Regions from separate parts of the Zea mays genome. Here region 1 is linked to region 2. The links are chromatin contacts, called in public Hi-C maps. All regions are on one chromosome and are shown on one strand. The core of a region is the stretch at or near the end of the contact, and the rest is flanking DNA. Distances in the headings are between cores, read along the strand shown. Region 1 holds the start of LOC103650155 (AMSH-like ubiquitin thioesterase 3). Region 2 holds the start of LOC100282526.

Evidence for each region. A called contact is a pair of places that touch in the nucleus more often than the background predicts.
Region 1: a Hi-C map of leaf shows a contact between it and region 2, with 6 times the contacts expected there. The contact joins the promoter of LOC103650155 here to the promoter of LOC100282526 in region 2. A contact is called at or near these places in 2 of 25 Hi-C or Micro-C datasets (leaf and tassel).

The regions. Positions count from the first base shown.
Region 1 is chr3:64,544,789-64,548,995 of Zm-B73-REFERENCE-NAM-5.0, forward strand. LOC103650155 (AMSH-like ubiquitin thioesterase 3) reads left to right here and starts at 1,959. Exons shown (of 13, transcript XM_020550225.2): 1 at 1,959-2,284; 2 at 2,531-2,595; 3 at 2,677-2,749; 4 at 3,297-3,467; 5 at 3,593-3,678. The coding sequence starts at 2,159.
Region 2 is chr3:64,332,656-64,336,456 of Zm-B73-REFERENCE-NAM-5.0, forward strand. It overlaps LOC100282526, which reads left to right and starts at 1,986. Exons shown (of 5, transcript NM_001155434.2): 1 at 1,986-2,381; 2 at 2,512-2,549; 3 at 2,830-2,889. The coding sequence starts at 2,111.

The DNA.
Region 1 (4,207 bases), core at 709-3,208, 210 kb after region 2:
TATAATTGGGTTAGAAACAAGAACCAAGAAACTTTATGAGAGATACAAGTGAGGTCATGCATGAAGAGTTAACTACTATACGGATGAGCTAAATGGTAGGCTACAAAGATTTTTTAAGCCAACGGTCAGCTGCATTATTAAACTTGCTCTGAACGCTTAGTGATGGATTGAGTGTCGAGTTGAGTTATGCATGCGGTCTGCGGGGAATTTCCTTGGGCAGTGGTTCTAGAACCTGGTTTGATGAAATGACTCCATTCTAGTTTATGATAATGGAATAGCTCTATTTCATATTTGAAAGATAGAATGATTAACTTCTATTTCATGAGTAAAAAGGTTCGATGGTTTTTAGGTAGTGATGAGATTCAACATATTAGAAGAATATTCTCTTTTTATAGTTGTTTTGTTCTGGACATTTATCAATCAAATACTACTAAAGTTAGAATAGAGTTGCTCAGTTCCACCTGACTCTTGAACCAAACACTAGTGTCGCTAATCACTGAGTAGATGAACGGAGTTGACACATACACCTATACATATATACTAGGAGTGACCAAAGTCAAGGTATGTGTGAGACCATCCTTAGGGTTGGTAATGGACTCTAAACTTTGCACTATAAAATTTAAGGATATTTTAAGGATCAGATTGAATTAGGATCAGACTCTATTTCTATTCAATTTTGAACTAAAATTAATTAAGTGCTCAAACAGACGATGAAGCAACATTTGTTAGCGATCCATTAACACCATTATCCAACATACAACTGTTGCTTAGACTACAAGCAAGCAACTAGAATGTGCACCTAGGTGGCCTAAATATCAGACGAGCATTAACAAGAGCAAAGAGAGCATGAGCAATTAATGGGTAAACACAAAGATCATCACAATTGTTAATCGCGAAGCAGATATGCAATATAATTTCAAATGTGAAAGAGGCTAAGTTACCTAGCTAAATTGAGATCATAGTCGTCAACGTAGGAATTTGTTAAAAATTGTTAAAACAAGGGTGACTAGTGTAACATAAATACACAACAACAATAAAATATGATGTCTATGGCATAGGAAATAAAGGAGGTAGAAACGTGCTTCAAGAGCATAATGACATCTGCATAGATGTTTAGACGAGAAGGTGTAACTATGTTAGGTTTTATGTATACCGGTCACTAGAATGACATGTGCAGTGTTTAGATGAGTTGGTGACATTGATCACATGTTGTACGTGTTTGGTTGCCTTTTTCAAAATATTCAAAGGTTCAACAAGCTATGATTTTAGCAATTAGTTTACTACACCTCTCATTTTTGACTTGCCAAACATATGTTTTTTTACAACTTTTGCTTGCTAAACTTTTTGTGGCAAAATTTTGGTTGCAAACTAAGCGGTCACTTCAAGACAAATTAATACATATAGTGTAAATATTGAACAAATCTCCAAGGTTGAGAGTTAGCATTCCTCGTGGCGTGATATATAGTCACCATTCAAGATGAAACGGTGCATCCAAACATGGTACATATTCTGATTTTAAAATAAATTGGGACAATTTGGATATTGATATGAAGTCTAATTCTAAGACGAATTAGAACCCACTAACATATAGCCTGTGCATTTAAGTGCAGCACATCAGTGCTCTATTTTGAAATATAGAACTTAACTCGTAAAAATCAACTATAATAATATCTTATTTTACATTTCCTATAAAAATATAGAGTACCTATGAAGTGACTCAAACTATACTACACCAGCATGAATGCTTTATCCTTATTTTTTACATTATTCTTAATATTTTCTAATAACATTATTTACTTCCTAAAATATAGGATTTAAGGCTTAACTGTTGGAGCGTAATCTATATTTAATGTTGTAAACATTTTAAAGAGCTATTTGCTATTTTTTATTGTTAGCTATGGGCTTGGATCCATAAATCATAAACACATATAATTCGATAAGTTATATACACGAGTGACGAGGTGATATATCAGTAGAAAGCCCAAACTACGAGTGTACGAGTGACAAAATAACAATTTTTTTCGGTGGAACGTGACATTGGGCAAGTCCTTTCCTTCACCGCTACCGAAGTCTACTTCCATTCCTCTCCTTCCTAACCCCGCGTCGCCCACGAGCTCGCCGTGCCGGCAGAGGCGAGGACCTCGCCGAAGCAGAGGCCATGGGGCGACCGCAGCCAGCCAGGGCTGGCGCCATCAACATCGAGGCGTGCGCGCGGCCGATCGCCGTCGACCACCGTATCAGTCTCCCGTACTACTTCCGCATCGCGGGCAGCCTCCTCCGACAGGTCGAAACCCTAACCAGCCCCCGGAGCCCAGCGTGGTGGATTGATCCTTCGTTTCTTGATCCCATCTCTTCTCCCTTGACGTATAGCTGTCTGGTTGTTTAATGGGCGATTGGCCGCAGTTCTCATTGATGGTTTTGCGCGATGCAATTCGACGAATTGGGGATTATTTTTGTTACGTCGTTAATGCGACTGCTAAAGCGTTGAATTAGACATGTGTTCATTTTGGTTCTCCGATGTTGGTCGCAGGCTAATATATATCGGAACGAGAGTAACTTGCTCGACCTGTATGTCATCCTTCTGAGATACTCGAGGTGGGCTGGGCATTCAGTCACATTCATACTTGCTGTTGGTTATGTGTATTGGTGTTATAGTTGACATCTGACTGGATGCAGCTTGCTGTGCGAGACGATTCCGAAGCATCGTGATTACCATGCCTTCAAGTTAAGAGAAAAGGCATTTTTTGATGTAATTTCTCTCAGCTCAACTTTGGAGATTATCTTTATTGTTCAAAGTTGGTGAAGTATACAATTTTGCATGATTGAATATCACACATCTCTAGCCGTATATCTCTACTCTATAAAGCATCACTTTCCACCGTCGTCGTGAATCACCACTTTCTCACCTCTTCTCTTCCATTCACCTCTACCTGCTCGGTGCTCACCCACATTTGGTAAAAAAACTAAAATTGTGCACAAATGAGGATTCAAACTGTAATAGTTGGCTCCAAACACACATTCACACCCACCTAGCCAACGGAACACATATGTCTTTGTGTTTTATACTCTAGACTCAAGGATAAATGAAAACCGTTGCGCGGTCACTTTGCTAGTATACTTTTGAGCAACAGTCTCTTCTGAAGTTCTGATCCCAGATGTTGGGCACGTAGACATGGAACATCTTGCAAACATCGATGTTCTTTTGCCTTCTCCAATTCATCTCTGAATTCCTTGTGGCTGATCTTGTATGATTTTCCCTAGATGTTTATCTAAAAATGAATGTTCTTTTGTTGTAGAAACTTATTGATATTATCAAAGAGCTTGAGACATTGAAGCCAGTTGTGCAGCGGCAGGTTGTTGAGCATAACAGAGGAAGTACTGTGGAATTTAATACTAATAGTCTAAATGGAAACTACGGTACAACTCGTAGGATAGAGCAGTGTACTCCAAGCTCTTATACTCCACAGGTATGCACTGCATCCCAGCCCGTAATATTGTGAAGCATTCTGGGAAGAAGAGACAGAGAATATGTACTTCTAGATTTTCATGTGCTTTGCTTATGTTATAATTCCTTATTCTTTTTGTTCTTTAGACATTTGTAGGCAGCAGTAATGGAGCATTGCAAAAACCCTTCCATGCTGGGAGACAAGTGGCATCATTATCAAGTGTACAGAAACAGTATGCATACCTTCTGGTCATTTTTATGTCTATGATATGTTATTGTTTCACTTTGCTTAGCTATAGTGAGGACATTTGGTTATTTTCTTAGCTAACACTTAACAGTTAGCCAGCACTTACATAAAGGGAAGATTGGCTGACATGTTAGATAACAAACTACTCCATCCAGTTCTATGCTTGTTGTTTTGGACAGGGACACGGCCTTCCGAACGTAGCTTTGACTATGATTTTCTATCATATTATATACCAAAAAATCAGCAAATATATAATTTTACCAAAGGGCCTTTTAAGGCTAAATGACTAATCTATACATATTACATGATGTCTTCAAACTAAATATTTTAAAAGTTAGTGATAGTCAATCAAAGTTATAAAAAATTGGCCTCAAACTTGTCCAAGACAGCAAGAATTATGGAACTATAGGGAGTATAATGTAGTAGCTTGACAATTGCTAAGCAAAACCGTTGGTTTCTAGAGAGCATATGATCCTGGGTGTGTTTGAGAAAGAAAAGTTAATTATTAGTGCTGC
Region 2 (3,801 bases), core at 736-3,235:
GGTGACGAACAGTCTGTCTCATAGTAGACCACCTTTTTCATCATCTTCTTCTTGTCACCTTTCCGATGCGACTTGGTGGAGGAAGAGGATTCCTCCTTGTGTTTGTTGCCGGACTACCTTGAGAGAGTCCTCCCCGTGCTTGCGGACTTGTCGTCGGTCATGATCTCCCTCTTGGCGTGATCTCTAGACATCACTTCGAGTTGTTAGACTCTTAATGAAGCACTGGCTCTGATACCAATTGGAAGTCGCCTAGAGGGGGGTAAATAGGCGAAACCTAAAATTTATAACTTTAAACACACACTACAAGTCGGGGGTTAGCGCTAGAATTAAATTCAAGTCGGAAAGAGAGGGGAAAACAAATCAAACAAGAATCAAGGCGAATGACACGATGATTTGTGTTACCGAGGTTCGGTTCCAAAGAACCTAGTCCCCGTTGAGGAGGTCACAAAGACCGGGTCTATTTTAACCCTTTCCCTCTCTCAAACGGTCACTTAGACCGAGTGAACCTTCTTTCTTAATCTCACGGGTCACTAAGACCTTGCAAGGACCACCACACACTTGGTGTCTCTTGCCTCGCTTACAAAGCACTTGAGAATAAGAATAGGAAAAGAAGAAAGGCAATCGAAGCGACAAGAGCGCAAATGAACACAAAAATCTCTTTCTCACAAGCCACTAAGTGTTTGGAATGAATTTAGGACTCGGAGAGGATTTGACCTTTTGTATTGTGTCTTAGAATGAATGCTAGAGCTCTTGTATTGAATATGATCTTCAGAAAACTTGGATCCCCAAGGTTGTGGTGGTTGGGGGTATTTATAGCCCCCAACCACTTTGGTAGCCGTTGGGGAGGCCGCTGGTGATGGCTGCACCGGACAGTCCGGTGCGCCACCGGACATGTACTGTGCGCTGTCTGGTGCGCCGCCACATCACCCGACCGTTAGGGTTCGGAGCGAAGTCCGTTGGAGCTTTGTCCTCTTGCGGCACCGGACAGTCCGGTGCCCTCTGACTTCCTGCTCTGACTTCTGCGCTGCATTGTTGATCTGTCAGAGTCAACCGTTGCGCGCAGATAGTCGTTGCTCCGCTGGCTCACCGGACATTCCGTTGGCACACCGGACAGTCTGGTGAGTTATAGCAGAGCGCGCTTTCGTTTTCCCGAGAGTGGCTGGTTGACACCTATACGGCCCTGGTGCACCGGACACTGTCCGGTGCGCCAATCTTCAGCACATTCAAGTCCTTTGCTCCGTTTCAAATTGAGTCCCTAACTTGATTTTTTATTGATTTGTGTTGAACCTTATGCACCTGTAATATATGAGTTCTAGACAAACTAGTTAGTCCATTTGTTTGTGTTGACTATCAACCACTAGAATTAATTGTAGGAAATGGATAACCATATTTCCCTTTCAGTTCCCTCCGGGAATTGCGGGTGACGGGGATCGCAGATGGAAGGGTGAGGAGCGCGCGAAGGGGAGGATGTCGGGGTGTGGAGAGGGGCATAACCGTGCATTATAAACATCTACATTGTAGTATTAAGTAGTAGTAAAGATTTATCTAAATATGAACAGGAAAAAAAGGGACACAAAATATTTTGGGATATGGAGTAGCGGCTACGCTAGCCAGCCGCTTGCGGGTTCTGTGCTACTAATTGGGAGCCGACTGATATGATGTTTAATTTCTAAAAACTAATTTTAGTCTCTTAATTTTAATTTTTTTAATTTCTGAATGAATAAACATATGAATTAAAATATAGATAATCTCTCTATTAATCCGGATATTTAGCTATTAGTAAATGAGACTAAAATTCCAGAACTATGAATTACAGAATTAAGGGCAGTTTGGTTCGTGGCTAACTATGCCACACTTTGTCTAAGGTTAGTCGTTCGAATTGAATAACTAATCTTAGACAGAAAAGTCAGGCAAAGTGTGGCAAGTGAGGCTGCGATCCAAGCCCTTAGTCTATAGAAACTGACGCGCTTCGTGCGATTCCGCTCTTGTTCGCGGAAATCGGCATCCTCCCGGCTACCCCGGGCCGGGAATCGAAAAGGCTGCCGTGTTCTCCACTTCTCCGCCTTACCCTGCTCTCCTGGACCTCCGACGCACCCCAAACACCGCAGAGATGCAGAACCCTAGCGGCCACCACCCCGCGACGGCCGCCCCGACGTCGGCGCCGTCCAAGGGCAAGTCGTCGGCGCCGAACCCTAGCGGCAACCACGCTGCGACGCCGGCGCCATCGGGGACGCCTTCCAAGGGCAAGTCGGCGGCAGCGCAGGCCGCGGCTTTGGGCCACGGTTCCTCCTCCCACCACCACTCTGCCGGCGGTGGCGGTGGTGGCGCTGACGCGTCCGCCACCACCCTCAAGCGCAAGCGCGGCGTCTTCCAGAAAGACCGTAAGGGACGCTTACTCATTACTGGGCAAATTTTTAGCCTTTGTTGTTCTGTCACTTAGGCATTCAATTCAGTTGCTGCTCATCCTCAATTTTATGTGTTATAGTATAATTTTTGTTGACGTTCTTGCAGTGCAACACATGATGTATGGCTTTGGGGATGATCCAAATGTGAGTTTACTGAACAACTTCCTGTTAAATTCCTTAATTTATTCTTTTAAATATATGCTGCGAGCAATAAGCCATTCTATGTAGTTCAGAGCAGTAATTTACATTGCAAGTGATGTTTAAAAGGTGTCTTGTGGTAGTGATGATAATATGCATTGAACCTTTATTTTGCAATGCTTATGTATGATTATTTAAATATCTTCCACGTAAGAGGCAGATGGTTTTTTTCCTTAGAAACAGAAATTGGATTCTTTGCTCATATGTGGTGTTTTTTATTTTGCAGCCACTTCCAGAAACCGTTGCACTTGTGGAAGACATTGTTGTGGAATATGTCACTGACCTGGTAAGCTTATTTTGTGTTTCTATGATTTTGTCTTTTGTGCTATATCTGCTGAGTTGCTATGCGTACTGATTGTAAGGCCATGTGAATGGAAACAAAAAGGCTTTGACCTTGTTTTTAATGGTTCTGAATGTGAAATGTTATTCCTGTTTCAACAATCAATATTTGTTACCTGCTTGAACTGCGTGTTCTGATGTTCTTGAAAGACAAGTTTTGAACCACTGTGTTTGCCATTATTGATAGCTTCGTGATGTTTTAAGATTCTTTTTTGTGGTGTACATATGCAATGTGCCCATTTTTGCACAGTATCTAAAGCTTGTGCTAGTTTGCTAACGTAACTTAACTTGTAGTTTCTCACTGGGTAACTGGGTAACAAGTTTCCACTAATCTATGCTGTGCCCAATGTCCACATTTATCCCGCAAATTTTATCTTTCATCATAAAACTTTGGTAGTTGTTGTTGCTTCTGCATTGTGCTTAAGATTGGAACTTATACTACACATGGATTTGTTCGCCTCAAGCAGTTGAATCAGGGCTTTGTTGAATGATTCAGAACCCTGTTTGACCAACTGCTACAATGAGTTCCTACTGATTACAGAGTTACTCCCTCAGTTCCAAAATAGATGACTTTGTAAAAAAAGGGCGTACCTAGTGCCATAGGCTTCCCGCACTGTGCGGGATCTAGGGAAGGGTATCTTTAATTGCCAAGCCTTACCCGCATAATATGCAGAGGCTGGGGCTCGAACCCAGGACCTTCGGTTACAGACGGTAGCCTCTACCGCTGCACCAGGCCCACCCTTCTAAAATAGATGACTTTGTATGATTCAAATTTTATCCCTAAATACCTGACATTCTCGGTGCATCTTTCTCTTCTCCCAATACACCTTTTTCTTTCCCAACATACATCTCTATCTCT